Regions from separate parts of the Callithrix jacchus genome. Here region 2 is linked to region 1. Evidence: chromatin contacts called from public Hi-C data. All regions are on one chromosome and are shown on one strand. The core of a region is the stretch at or near the end of the contact, and the rest is flanking DNA. Distances in the headings are between cores, read along the strand shown. Region 1 has its middle 41 kb from the start of OSMR. Region 2 has its middle 100 kb from the start of LIFR.

Region 1 (6,220 bases), core at 2,231-4,730:
GAGAAGACTCTCTGCCCCATGGATTCTTTACTAGCCCAGCTCTGGCTACCTCCAGACCTCTTGAACATGAGAGAGACATAATCTTTCTTTTTAAAGTCACTCTTACTCAGGATTTTTCTGTTTCTTACAGCTGCAACCAATTTTGATATATAGCTAGTCCCTGACTTATGGTGGTTTGACTTACAGTCTTTGGATCTTAAGAGGGTATGGAAGTGATACACATTCAGTAGAAAGTAGTAGGATACTCTCTTGTGATGCTGGGTGGTGCCAGTGAGCTGCAGCTCCCAGTCAGCCACGTGATCACAAGAGTTAACAACCAATGCTCTGCAATGTACCATATTCAGTAAGTTACATGAGATGTTCAACACTTCATTATAAAATAGGGTTTGTGTCAGAAAAAAGTTTCCCCAGCTGTAGGCTAATGTAAGTGTTCTGAACATGTTTAATGTAAGTGAGACTAAGCTGTGATGTTCAATAGGTTAGGTGTATTAAATGCATTATGACTTAAGATATTTTCAACTTAATCACTGGTTTATCAGGAGATAACTGCACTGTAAGTCAATGAGCATCTGTATCCTCCCATAGCCCTTCCTCTACTTCTTCTGCTAAGATAAAGCCCACCACTGCATAGAAAAATAATCAAGTTCTACACCATTTGGTCCTTTCTAGTGTCTTGAAATGTCAGTTATCATCTGTAGCCAGCGGTCTTTCTCCTCAGCCTGTGTTTGCTACGCTGGCCTCTGAGACCACTGGCTGGGAGAGGGGGTGGTATACATATAGGACTCAGCTTTGATCAGTGGGAAAGAATAAAGGGGCTTCTACTCTGACTTGTGACTAGTTCTGTCTCTGAATCTCCAAATTTAAAGTCACCTTGTCATAACAAAGATTAGTTTCCTTCTAAATATACCCATTTGGTTTGCATGAAAAACTCATATTCCTTCTATTTGCATACATTTGGCTCTATTTCATGCAAACTAGGGCTGTAAACCCTCTAATAGTATTAAACCCTGTTTTTAGTGCTGTAAACTCTTTGGAAGGGACCCAGCTTCTCCCTGCCCTGGGTTACATTGTCGTATTGTTTTACCTTCACTGATAATGAAGGGTTTCCACCCAAATGACTTTCCCTGTCCTTAGAGTAAGGGTGGGTGATGGAATAAATCCCACTTGCCTTTGCATTCCAAACCCGGGGCAACCTGGGCAAAGATTGAGGACTGGGAAGAGTGGAGGTAGAATAAAAGGGAAACATGTAGAAGGGGCAGCAGAAAGGCATCTGTGACCTGTTGTGGAGGACAGTCTCTCAGGTGGCCTCATGATCTTCGCACCCTGGTATTTGTGCCCTCATCCCTTCCCTTGAGGATAAGTAGGCACTGCGGCTGACTTCTAATCAATAGAATACGGCAAAAGTAATTATATGTGGGTGACCACAATGCATACAATCGTAATTTCTACCTTGTGAGGAGACCCTCTCCTCTGCTGCCTTTGAAGAAGAAAGCTGCAGGATCGTGAGCTGCCCACAGAGAGTATGGTGTGGCAAGGAGCTGAGAGTCTGTCTCTGACCAACAGCCAACAAGAAATGGAAGCCCGCGGTCCTACAACTGCAAAGAATTGAATGCTTCAGCAACCTGAATGAGCTCAGAACTGGGTGCTTTCTCAGTTAAGACTGCCACCCCAACTAACACCTTGATTACAACCTAATGAGATCCTAGGTAGAGGATCCCTGATGCATAGAAACTGTGAGATAATAAATGTGTGTTGTTTTAAGCTAGTAAACTTCCGGTAATATTGCTACATAGCAGTAGATAATTAATATATCCATAATAAGGACTTTGGCCTTAGGGAAAGAAAATGCAAATTTGTTTGATGAAGACTTTTGAGAGCAAAGTAACTGTGCTCTGGAGGACTGGGATGGATACACAGCAGGTATGAACAATGCTTTGTTCTATGCTGTACTAACAAGTGAGAAAAGGCAGAGAAAGGGGATAGCAGTCGATCTCTTAGAGTAGGGGGGATTGAAGCAAAACAGAAGTCAATATTTTATAAAAATGACCAGCATGGGATTTGAATCATGGCTAGAGGAGGTGGAGGCTGTGGTGCTGGTGGTGAGATGTTAGAAAAATTTCTGCCCTGAAATTTGGGGGTGGCAGGTGAGAGATACAAGGATGCTTCACAGGCCAGAGCTTCTGAGATGGGTCCCCGTGTGGTTCCATGGGCTCTGTGTCAGAAGACCAGATCTATTGCACATGAACTGTGTCCTCTTGGCTAATTGACCGCGTCTCTCCAGATTTTATTTCCGCATCTGTAAAGTGGCGTTAATTATAGTACTGGTTAATAGGATTATTGTGTTGGGTCAATGAAGTAACGCATGAAAAGTGTCCAGCCTGGCACATAGTGAAGGCCTAATCAATGAGAGCTTTAAAAAAGTAATGACTGAATGAGGAGTTTAAAAAAAATGTGGACAAGTTGAGGCTTTCCAAGTACTTACAGTATTTGGGGAAAAATTGGGCAAGCTCAATTCAAATCACCTTTTTGAATTGAGATTGCCCATCAAGGTATCAGGCTTGTTCGAGCCAGTGATTTTCTTCCTTAGCTGCATATTAAAATTACCCGGTGTGATTTAGAATGTATTGGTGCTTGGGCCCTACCTCTAGAGATTCTGATTTAATCAGTCTGGGTATGGCTTGGGCAGCAGGACTTTGAAAAATTCCCCCAAGTGATGCTAATGTGCAATCAAGCTTGAGCATCACTGCTTTGGCCCTTTATCTATTTCTTGATGGTGGCCCCTGATTGTTTCATGTGCATCTGTTTTGTTTATCCAGCTAGATCGCAAGTCCTTGTGGGCTCACCTGTGTGTTATCCTCTGTGGGCTGGCAGAGTAAGAGGCATGGGGAGCCAGAAGCCAAAGAGCTTGGGTTCTCATCTCAAAGAGCCTATGTACATCTTACATATATTTTTCTGATGTCTCGTGTCTGTCTAAAAAAAACTGGCTGTGGGGCCCATGGCGAGGGTCATGATCTGATTGAGCATGTCTCATGCACAAGATACTGCTCCAAGTACTTTGCCTGCTTTCACTCATTTATTCCACCAGGCTGATGAACCTGTTCTATTATTAGCCTCAGAGCTAATAATAATACAGAGAAGTTAAGTAACTTGCCCAGGGTCATACCACTGTGCTTCTGACTATGAGTGCAGCAAGCCCGAGCTCCCACCATGACCCACTCCACCCTCCTTGGCCTGCCATGAGGCTGGTCTTAATTCTGTTCATCTCCAATGAGGAGCTAGATTGTCCTTGAGTCCCTCCCAGCTCTAATGTTCCCAGTTCTGCCGCCCCCACCAGCACCTAGCAGAGACATCACATAGTGGGTGGTCTGATGCTGTTCACTTGGGGATTGATTGTTAAACCAAAGAATTGATTTCAGACTACAATGAGCACAACAGAACAAAGAGGGCAGGCAGCTGGAAGCCATGACCTGGGAGGGAGGCTTTGCTTGGAAAGGTGACCAGGTTAAAGGGATGAGGTAAAAGGAACCGTTATGCCTCACTTTGTGCTTTTGGTTCTTGGGTTAGCTGAGTGAATGGGTAGAGGGGTGTGTCAAAGTCAGCCAAAGGCTACTTTCGCTAAGGATGTGGAAAGTTGACTATCCCTGCATAAAATAAGTGCCAGGAATTTGGAGGAATCAAACCCAACAGCCAGAGAAAAGATGAAAAAGCCTCTGGAATGGATGTGACCCAAAGAGTCATAATTCTCCATGACTGGAATTTTCCACAGCCACTGGGTGTTAGGTTGGTGATGTCTGATGTTTGACTTTAAGATGATGGCTACGCTGTTCTGTGTGGTAATAATCATTCACTGGCACTTCAACTATCCATGAAAGTCTGCTGCACACAGTCTTTTGCTAGTGGTGCTTTGAGGGAATGAAGTGATAGGGATGGTAGACTGTTGGTCATGGAGAAAAATAATGAGGAAGACAGATGATGCTTACAGGAGATTGCATGGAGAGCAGAGAGAAAACGTTTAGGGGAAGCAGGAAGCGGTGTCAGTGGAAACATGGGTCCCTCAGGAATCCTCAGATGTGTTGGCTGAACATGAGGCTTAAAGTTAATTGAATATATCAGGCAACAGTAAGATCCTGAAGTCTGAGGCGACTGGGATACCCGGGAGGCCAAGATGTGGGTTATTCAAGGTAAAAGAAGAAACTGAAAGGAAAGGTACAAAATGTGATTTCCTCAGTGAAATGGAGAGTCATAAAAAAGACACTTTTTAATCTGCATGGCTTTTAAGAAAAAGAAAAACGCTGAGGGAATGCCTTCATTCACGCAGGTGTTAGATGACATAGCCCACCTCAGATGTTCCTCAAGTCCTGTATATGCCCTAAAGATCTCCAGTTCTGGTGAAAACTGGAATAATGGGGACTTTTCAGAATCCTACTGTCTGGTCCCACAGCAGGAAAAGAGGCTGATATCTTTAGGTCAGCAGGTTTCCTGTTCATGGGACTTTTAAAAGTTCCTTAGGGCTGGACACAGTGGCTCATGCCTGTAATCTTGGCACTTTGGGAGGCCAAAACGGGAGGATTGCTTGAGGCCAGGAGTTTGACTTGAGACCGGTCTGGGTAACATAGCAAGACCCTATCTCTTAAAAAAAAAAAAAATTGGCTGGGTATGGTGGCATGGGACTGTAGTCCTAGCTACTGGGAAGGCCGAGGTAGAAGGATCTCTTAAACTCAGGAATTTGAGGCTGAGGTGAGCTAAGATGGTGCCACTGCACTCCAGCCTGAGTGAGAGTGAGACACTGTCTCAACAAGAAGAAATAAAAGCTTCTCAGGAAATTTACTGTGCAGCCAAGGTTGGAACACACTGCCCAGAGTGCAATGCAATGAACACACACCTTGGGACAGGAGGGGTCTGGCAATTCTACAGAAAGGCTTGAGAAAGAAAAATAAATCTCAGGACCCCAAAATCACTAAGCCAAAAGGAAAAGCCAAGCTGGGAACTGCTTAGGGCAAAGCTGCCTCCCATTTTATTTCTCAAACAGATAGCTACTAAGATAAAAAACTTACACACCTCTCTCACTTTGCCCACAAGGAAATTAAACTCAAATTTATTCCTCTGTGACAAATGCCGTCTCAGACAAATATCTCACCTGAGACAAATGCATATATGATTGCTTCCTTTGCCCTATTGTTTAATGCAACCATTTATCTTCTATCTACCTATGACCTGGACCCTTCCCACTTCGAGGTATCCCGTCTTTCTGGACCAAGTCAATATACATCTTACATATATGTTTTAATGGCTTGTGTCTCTCTATAAAACCCAGATACGCCCTGACCACCTCTGGCACATGTCATCAGGACCTCCCGAGGCAGTGTCATGGACGTGCCCTTAACCTTAGCAAAATTAACTTCTTAAATTGATTGAGGCTTGTCTCAGTTACTTTTGGTTGACAGGCTTTAAGCCTCAACATTTTCACATTTCTTAGTTTTAAACTTACTCATTGGTCACACTGTATTAGGTGAGTATAAGAAAGTTAATGATAGGAACATTAATATTAGTTATAATATTCATACTGATACGGGAGGGCTGGGAAGGGAAGAGTGTGGTTCCTTTAAATGATTCAGAATCGGGGAAGGGAAGCGCTGGGTAGAGAAGGGCGTGGTCCCTGGCTAGAGCTCCACCCACACGGACCTGGGTGAGGACAGGTACTCTTCCCTTCCTGCCCAAATGTCGTATTTTCCAGGATCACCCTGGCCCACAACACTCCCATCCTGTGCCTATAAAACCCCACAGACCCTACCAGGCAGACACACGTGTCCAGACATTGAGAGGAACACATAAGCGGAAGAAGACACAAGCGGTGGCCTGCAAGAGGACATCCAGGGGAGCATGCCGGCGGCAGCGCGCATCCACAGATGCCGGCGTCCGGACAGGCCATGGTGGAGTTGGAGGAGAGTCCAGGCCACCGCAGCCGACTCCAGGGGAAAACCATCTCCCCTTTGACTAGAAGCCTAGCTGGGGAGGAGAATGAGCCCTCATCTGCTGAGGGCTACTTCTACTCAATAAAACCTTCCACTCATTCTCCAAGCCCATATGTAATCCGGTTCTTCTTGTACACCAAGGCAAGAAACCCTGGGATACAGAAATCCCTCTGTCCTTGTGGTAAGGAAGGGGGTCTAGCTGAGCTAACACAAGCCGCCTACAGATGGATAAACTAAAAGAGCATCCC
Region 2 (6,220 bases), core at 2,775-5,274, 140 kb after region 1:
CTACCTCATCATATGTGCACAGTAAATAGTATTTAGGTGCATTATTCTCAATTTCCCCAAATTAGCAAGGCCAGACTCCTTCGCTTTGGGGACTAACAGGGAAATGTTCAATAAAAACAATCATCCTTTAGTTCTCACTCCTGCCTCGCTCTGAGAGGCTCAACGAATACTACGAAAGCAAATCAGGTGCCTTGTGGACTAAGACTAGTGATTCATCACATCTGACTCAAACATTTCATTCATGTTTGCACTCAGTAAAGACTAAAATGGTTTCTAATCAAGTAAGGAGTTCTCAAATTTTATTCATATTATATAGCACTGGGCTCAAAAGGGGATTAAAAACATTACTTTTTGACATTCTTGCTAAAGAAATGTTCAGTATACTCCATGTTATTCTTCCTTAATCCTTTTTCTTACATCAGAGAAGGTGGGCTAATAAGAATCTGTCTTACGAATACGCATGGGTTGATTATAACAGTGTTATTTTGTACTTTCAACTGCTACTGAATGGCATACAAAAGGCATTGTGGAATTTGTACTTGCCTTAATAAATTTTTAAGTCTCTGAATATAATAGACATTAAAGATTTCTAGAATGCTGGGGGTTCTGAGTCATGGGGAGCTGCAGGTGTTTCTAACACACCAATTCTCATAATGCTGAAATGCTCTCCCTGCCCACTGACTCAAGGGAGCCAACCAATGAACTACATCTATTTATGGAGAGACGCACGTTAGGATCACAGTATCATAAAGATGCTCCCTCCATCCCTCCCTCCCTCCCTCCTTCCCTCCCTCCTTCCTTCCTTCCTTCCTTCCTTCCTTCCTTCCTTCCTTCCTCCCTCCCTCCCTCCCTCCCTCCTTCCTTCCTTCCCTTTCTTTCTTCCTTCCCTCCCTCCCTCTCTCCTCTTTCTTTTTCTTTCTTTCTTCCTTCTTTCCTCCTTCCTTCCTTTCCTTCCTTCCCTCCCTTCCTTTCTTCCTCCCTCTCTCCTTTCTTTCTTTCTTCCCTTCTTCCTTCCCTCTGTCCCTCCCTCCCCTTCCTTCTTTCCTTCCCTCCCTCCCTCTCTCCCTTCCTTCTTTCTTTCTTCCCTCCTTCCTTCCTTCCTTCCCTCCCTCCCACCTCCCTTCCTTCCTTCCTCTCTCCCTCCTTCCCTCCTTCCTTCCTTCCTTCCCTCCCTCCCTCCTTTCTTGCTTCCTTCCCTCCCTCCCTCTCTCCCTTCCTTCTTTCTTTCTTTCCTCCTTCCTTTCCTTCCTTCCCTCCCCTCCTTCCTTCCTTTCTTCCTCCCTCCCTCCGTTTTTTCTTTCTTTCTTCCTTTCTTTCTTCCCTCCTTCCCTCCCCCCTCCCTTCTTTCTTTCTTCTTTCCTTTTTTCTTCCTTCCCTCCCTTCCTTCCTTTCTTCCTCCCTCCCTCCCTCCTTTCTTCCTTCCTTCCCTCCCTCCCTCTCTTCCTCCCTTCTTTCTTTCTTTCCTCCTTTCTTCCCTCCCTCCCTCCCTTCATTCCTTCCTTCCTCCCTTCCTCCCTCCCTCCCCTCCTTCCTTCCTCCCTCCCTTCCTCCCTTCTTTCTTTCTTCCTTTCTTTCTTCCCTCCTTCCTTCCTTTTCCCTCCCTCCCTCCCTCCCTCCCTCCCTCCCTCCCTCTTTTCCTTCCTTCTATCCTTCCTTCCTTCCTTCCCTTTCTTTTCAAAGTTTTGCCCTTGATGCCCAGGCTGGAGTGCAATCACACCATATCAGCCCACTGCAACCTCTGCCTCCTGGGTTCAAGCAATTCTCCTGTCTCAGCCTCGAGAGTAGCTGGAACTACAGGCATGTGCCACCATGCCCAGCTAATTTTGTATTTTTAGTGGAGATGGGGTTTTGCCATGTTGGTCAGGCTGGTCTCAAACTCCTGACCTCAGGTGATCCACCCACCTCAGACTCCCAAAGTGTTGAGATTACAGGCATGAGCTACTGAACCTGGCCCAAAGACGCATTTTTCTAGACAGTATCTGGTCTCTGTACACCAGTTACCAGTACAGGGAATGTGTGAACACAGCCAAGAATCTGCACTGAAATTCAGAAGACTTTTAATCCAGTATTGGTAGTGCATATTTCTGACTCAAGTCTCAACAGAAAACAGAGTTCACTCAAGATGGTAACCAAAGAACATTCAAGAAGAGACTATTTGTGAAGAAATAAATAGGATCAGAAGGGACTCTGAGGCACCAGGAGACTGACGACAGTGGGTAGCCATTACCACCCCTAGGTTTGAAGGGGCAGGAAGAGATCTGGCAGTTGCCCGAACCGTCGGAGCTGTGATGTGAGAGAGGAGCCCTTTGATGGGAATTTGCCCATCAGTAGAGGAACAGGACCACCACACCCTGGCAAAGAGAGGAGTCCAAAACACTCTGACATCGCTTTCCCACTTTCTGACTGCTTACTAGTGACTCCCTTTGGCTGAACCAACAGAATTCCATTGACATGACCCACACAGGGAGTCTCCTGCAGCTCAGGCAGAGCTAAAAAGGTGGAAATACATTTGGAGGGCAAATCGAAATAACCTGTGTGGCAAGCCTGTGAGTCCAGGGAAAGGCACAAATGCAGTTTCACTTGTTTGTTTGTTTTGCCTTGGTTTGTCCTGGGTTGGAAGGGCTATGTGACTAATCCACACTTACTGGTAGGAAAAAGTTATCTACTACGTACTTTTATTGGATCGATGGCAATCGAAGGGTCCAGTTCAATTCTCTAAGCAGCTGAATTCTCTTAACTACCTGGGAGGATATGTCACATTTTTAAGCCATACAAAGATCTTCAAGGCTCTGCATTCCAGACAGTATTCTTTGTTGGGATTTTCGGAAGCCCAATGAGTGACACTCCTGTTCCTTTCAATCTCTCTATATTAGGAGATTGAAAAATCAAGTCATCGAAAAATCAGGTTGAAAAATCAGCTACCCCTTTCCATACTCTACCTTGGCCTTAAAAGAAAGAAAAAAAAGTGAAAAAGAAAAATCAGCTCCCCATGACTCCGAACGCTTGGCATTCTAGAAATCTTTAATCTTTATATTGAGACACCTAAGAAGTTATTAATGTAAGTATAATTCACAATGCCTTTTGCATTGCATTCCATTCCATAGCACTTGAAAGTACAAAATAACATTGTTATAATTAACCCATGTTTGAAAGACAGATTTTATTACCCCACCTTCCCTTATGTAAGAAAAACGATTGGGGAAGAATAACATGGAGTATTTAATATTTAAGCTGATATTAGACAGCAAGGTTTAGCAGGAAGGCCAAACGAGCTTACTAAAACTGTGCTGCAGAATCAAATGTATCCAATCAGTCACCGGCAAAGTAGGAAAACTGCAGGTTTTGCCCACAGGGGCAAGGTCTTTACGGCTAACCTCTTGAGCAGATGAAAATCCATGCTTTTTGCAAGTGGGATCTCAGATCCCTAAAGAGAGACAGGAGCGGAGGCACCATGCTCAGTTCCTTACCTCATTCAGGGGTTAGATCTGTCCTTGTTCCTTGGTGGAAGAGTGAGTTACCTGCCAACAACATGTAAGGAAATATGAAAACAGACAAAGCAGATAGTCTCCTGGTCCATCCACCCATTATTCCCTTTCTGATAGTAACCTCCAGGGGTGTTCTTCTATGGGAAAAGGTGGTCCACTTGTCCCCTAGGCTTTTAAGAAATGTATCAGTGCCCATGTCTGACTTCCCAAAACCCTGGCTTGAGCTGTTGACACTGATTGTACAACTTCTCGGAGGAACCAGTTCCTTGTTTTCCTCCCCATGGATTCTCTGTGCCCCCAAACTGTAGGGTAGACAGCAGGAGACCAGCCTCCACCTCCGCTTCTGTCCTCCAGGTGGCAGGAGCACCATCTGGACTGTTTGACACCCTCAGACCAAGCCTCAGACTAAGCCAAAGATAACAGTGTGTTCACACACAGGAACATGCTGTGCTTCTCCGGATTCCCAGGAAAGCAAATCCCACTGTAGGTCAATAGTGATACACGGTGTATAACTCAACTTTGGGTAGGAAGAACAAATATTAGGCCTCAGAACTTCCTTTTGTCAAAGACTCACGAGCCTTCTCCTAGGTCCCGTCTGATCCTTTATTAACTGGGTTCTTTCAAGCCCTGTGTATTCAGTGTCACAAATTCTTGAGCAGCCGAACTCATGTACCTAGGCTAGAAAGCTGCTATAGTTGCTCTGGAGAGAGCAGCCAGGAGTAGCACATACCCTCCTGCCCAGGCCCCACTGACTCTCGGCTCCAGGCCACCTCTCCTACCCCAGAAATTCATCCAAATACAATGCAACAGAAGCTACCTTCTCACTCTGGTGGTCAGAAACTAGAGCCATGCATACAACTGCCTACTTGATATTTCTTCTCGGATGTCCTGAAGGAACCTGTCCCACCTCTACCCCAAGCCTGGTCCTTCTGCAGTGTTCCTTTTCCATTGCCAGTGAAGACATTCCTACCCAGCCAGATGTGAAAGGCAGAAACCTAGAAGTCAGACCTACCTCAACCCACATCGAAGTCATGGCCAAGTCATTTCTATTGAGTCCGAATTCTCTCTTGAGTCCCTCCAGTCCCCTCCCTCTCCTCCTCTACTCCCGTGGTCTGCGCCATGGGGCGAGTCATCTCTTGCCTTACCAATTCTGCTTGCATTCGGTCTCATCCTGCCTCCAATTCAGCGCCACTCTGCAGCTACATTTTTTTTTCTGGAATGCAAATCTCATCATCTCACTTCTCTACTTTAATGACCTTCCATAGCCTCGTATTGCTCCTGGGAGAAAAATGAAGACCTAAAATGATCTACTAGAACTCATCCAGCCCTTCATGCATCTGCACCTCTTTTTGAGCCGCACTTCTATGGGCTTCCCACCCTTAGTATTCTTGTCCCCCAGGTACTGCTTTTTCTCCCACCAAAGGGCCAGTGCATGTGCACTTTCTCTGTGGTGCTCCCCCCTGTGGAGGTTGAAGGCTTTAGTTCTCAGCTAGCGGGACTTCCTCAGGGGTCCCTTTCTGACTTTCAGGACTAGACAAAGCCTCCCCTATAACATGTTTCCACGACAACCATAGGCATCCCCCCTTCAGAGCACCTGCCGTAGTTGTCATTTGTTGTCACTCAGGTGGATTATTTACTAATGTTTATCTCCCAACTAAAAATGTATCCCCGTATGGGCAAGAATGACCTCTATTTTTGCTCGAAATGAATTGTATTTGCAGAACCTGGCATGAAGATTGCTAGGGTTTGTGTAAACATTTGTTGAGTGAATAGCAAGGTTTTCCTCAAAGAGGCACAGAGCAGGAATATCCCTGTGGTGTTACTTCCACTCAGGATATTCCATCTCCAGCTCGACCTGGCTCCCTGGTTTGGCCAGCATCTAGCTCGTGTTCTTCCACTCTGTGCCCACCCTGAAGGGCAAAACCACTAGGGTGGGCTCCAGGGACAAAGGGCCAACATGAAAGCTGTTTCACTAAGACCACGCCAAGCTCCCAGGGTCACCTCATGAATTTAAGTATTGTCACCACTATAGAAAGTTCCTGCCACCAAACTGCCAATGCTGCTTCTGTGTGGGTAATTAGGCTGTGCCAACCAGAGTCCTGCTGGTCTCTTTCTGCTTTAGGCAGAAGGCAGATCTCAGCTGTGTAATAGGTATCAGAAACTCTTAGCTCCCTCTCACTCTGTCCTTCTCTCCTTTTCCTCCTCTCTTTCTCCTGTTTAATTCCTTAACTGACCACACTGCTTAAACATGTTTCCTGCCCAGGGAAAATACAAGCCAAACCCTCTGCATACAAACCAGCTGTGAATAACCAGGTCAACATGACAGAGTGGTCCCAGTACATACCCATAGAAGTGAGGGAATTTTTGCCTGGCACAGTGGCTCATGTCTGTAATCCCAGCACTTTGGGAGGCTGAGGCAGGTGGATCACCTGAGGTTGGGAGTTCAAGACCAGCCTGATCAACATGGAGAAACCTTGTCTCTACTCAAAATGCAAAATTAGCCAGGCATGGTGGGCATACCTGTAATCCCAGCTACTCAGGAGGCTGAGGCAGGAGAATCACTTGAACCCAGGAGGCAGAGGTTGCAGTGAGCCGAGATCGTGCCACTGCATGCCAGCCTGGGCAACAAGAGCAAAACTCCATTAAAAAAAAGTGGGAGGCTTTATCTAATGCACATTATTTTGTAGAAAGGTGTCTACCTGTGCCTTTCAGAATACATAGTCTCCCATAGTGTG

What was found. A called contact is a pair of places that touch in the nucleus more often than the background predicts.
Region 2: a Hi-C map of skeletal muscle shows a contact between it and region 1, with 4 times the contacts expected there. The contact joins two enhancer-like sites. A contact is called at or near these places in 2 of 3 Hi-C or Micro-C datasets (both in skeletal muscle).

What each region holds. Positions count from the first base shown.
Region 1 is chr2:166,748,626-166,754,845 of calJac240_pri, forward strand. No RefSeq gene overlaps it. Among named protein-coding and RNA genes, the nearest start is that of OSMR, 41 kb to the left of the region's middle. Within about 2 kb of position 3,481, at least 1 of the 16 cell types and tissues checked has an H3K27ac peak or open chromatin away from gene starts, as enhancers often do. A contact at or near this core is called in skeletal muscle, where this site is marked.
Region 2 is chr2:166,885,892-166,892,111 of calJac240_pri, forward strand. No RefSeq gene overlaps it. Among named protein-coding and RNA genes, the nearest start is that of LIFR, 100 kb to the right of the region's middle. Within about 2 kb of position 4,025, at least 2 of the 16 cell types and tissues checked have an H3K27ac peak or open chromatin away from gene starts, as enhancers often do. A contact at or near this core is called in skeletal muscle, where this site is marked.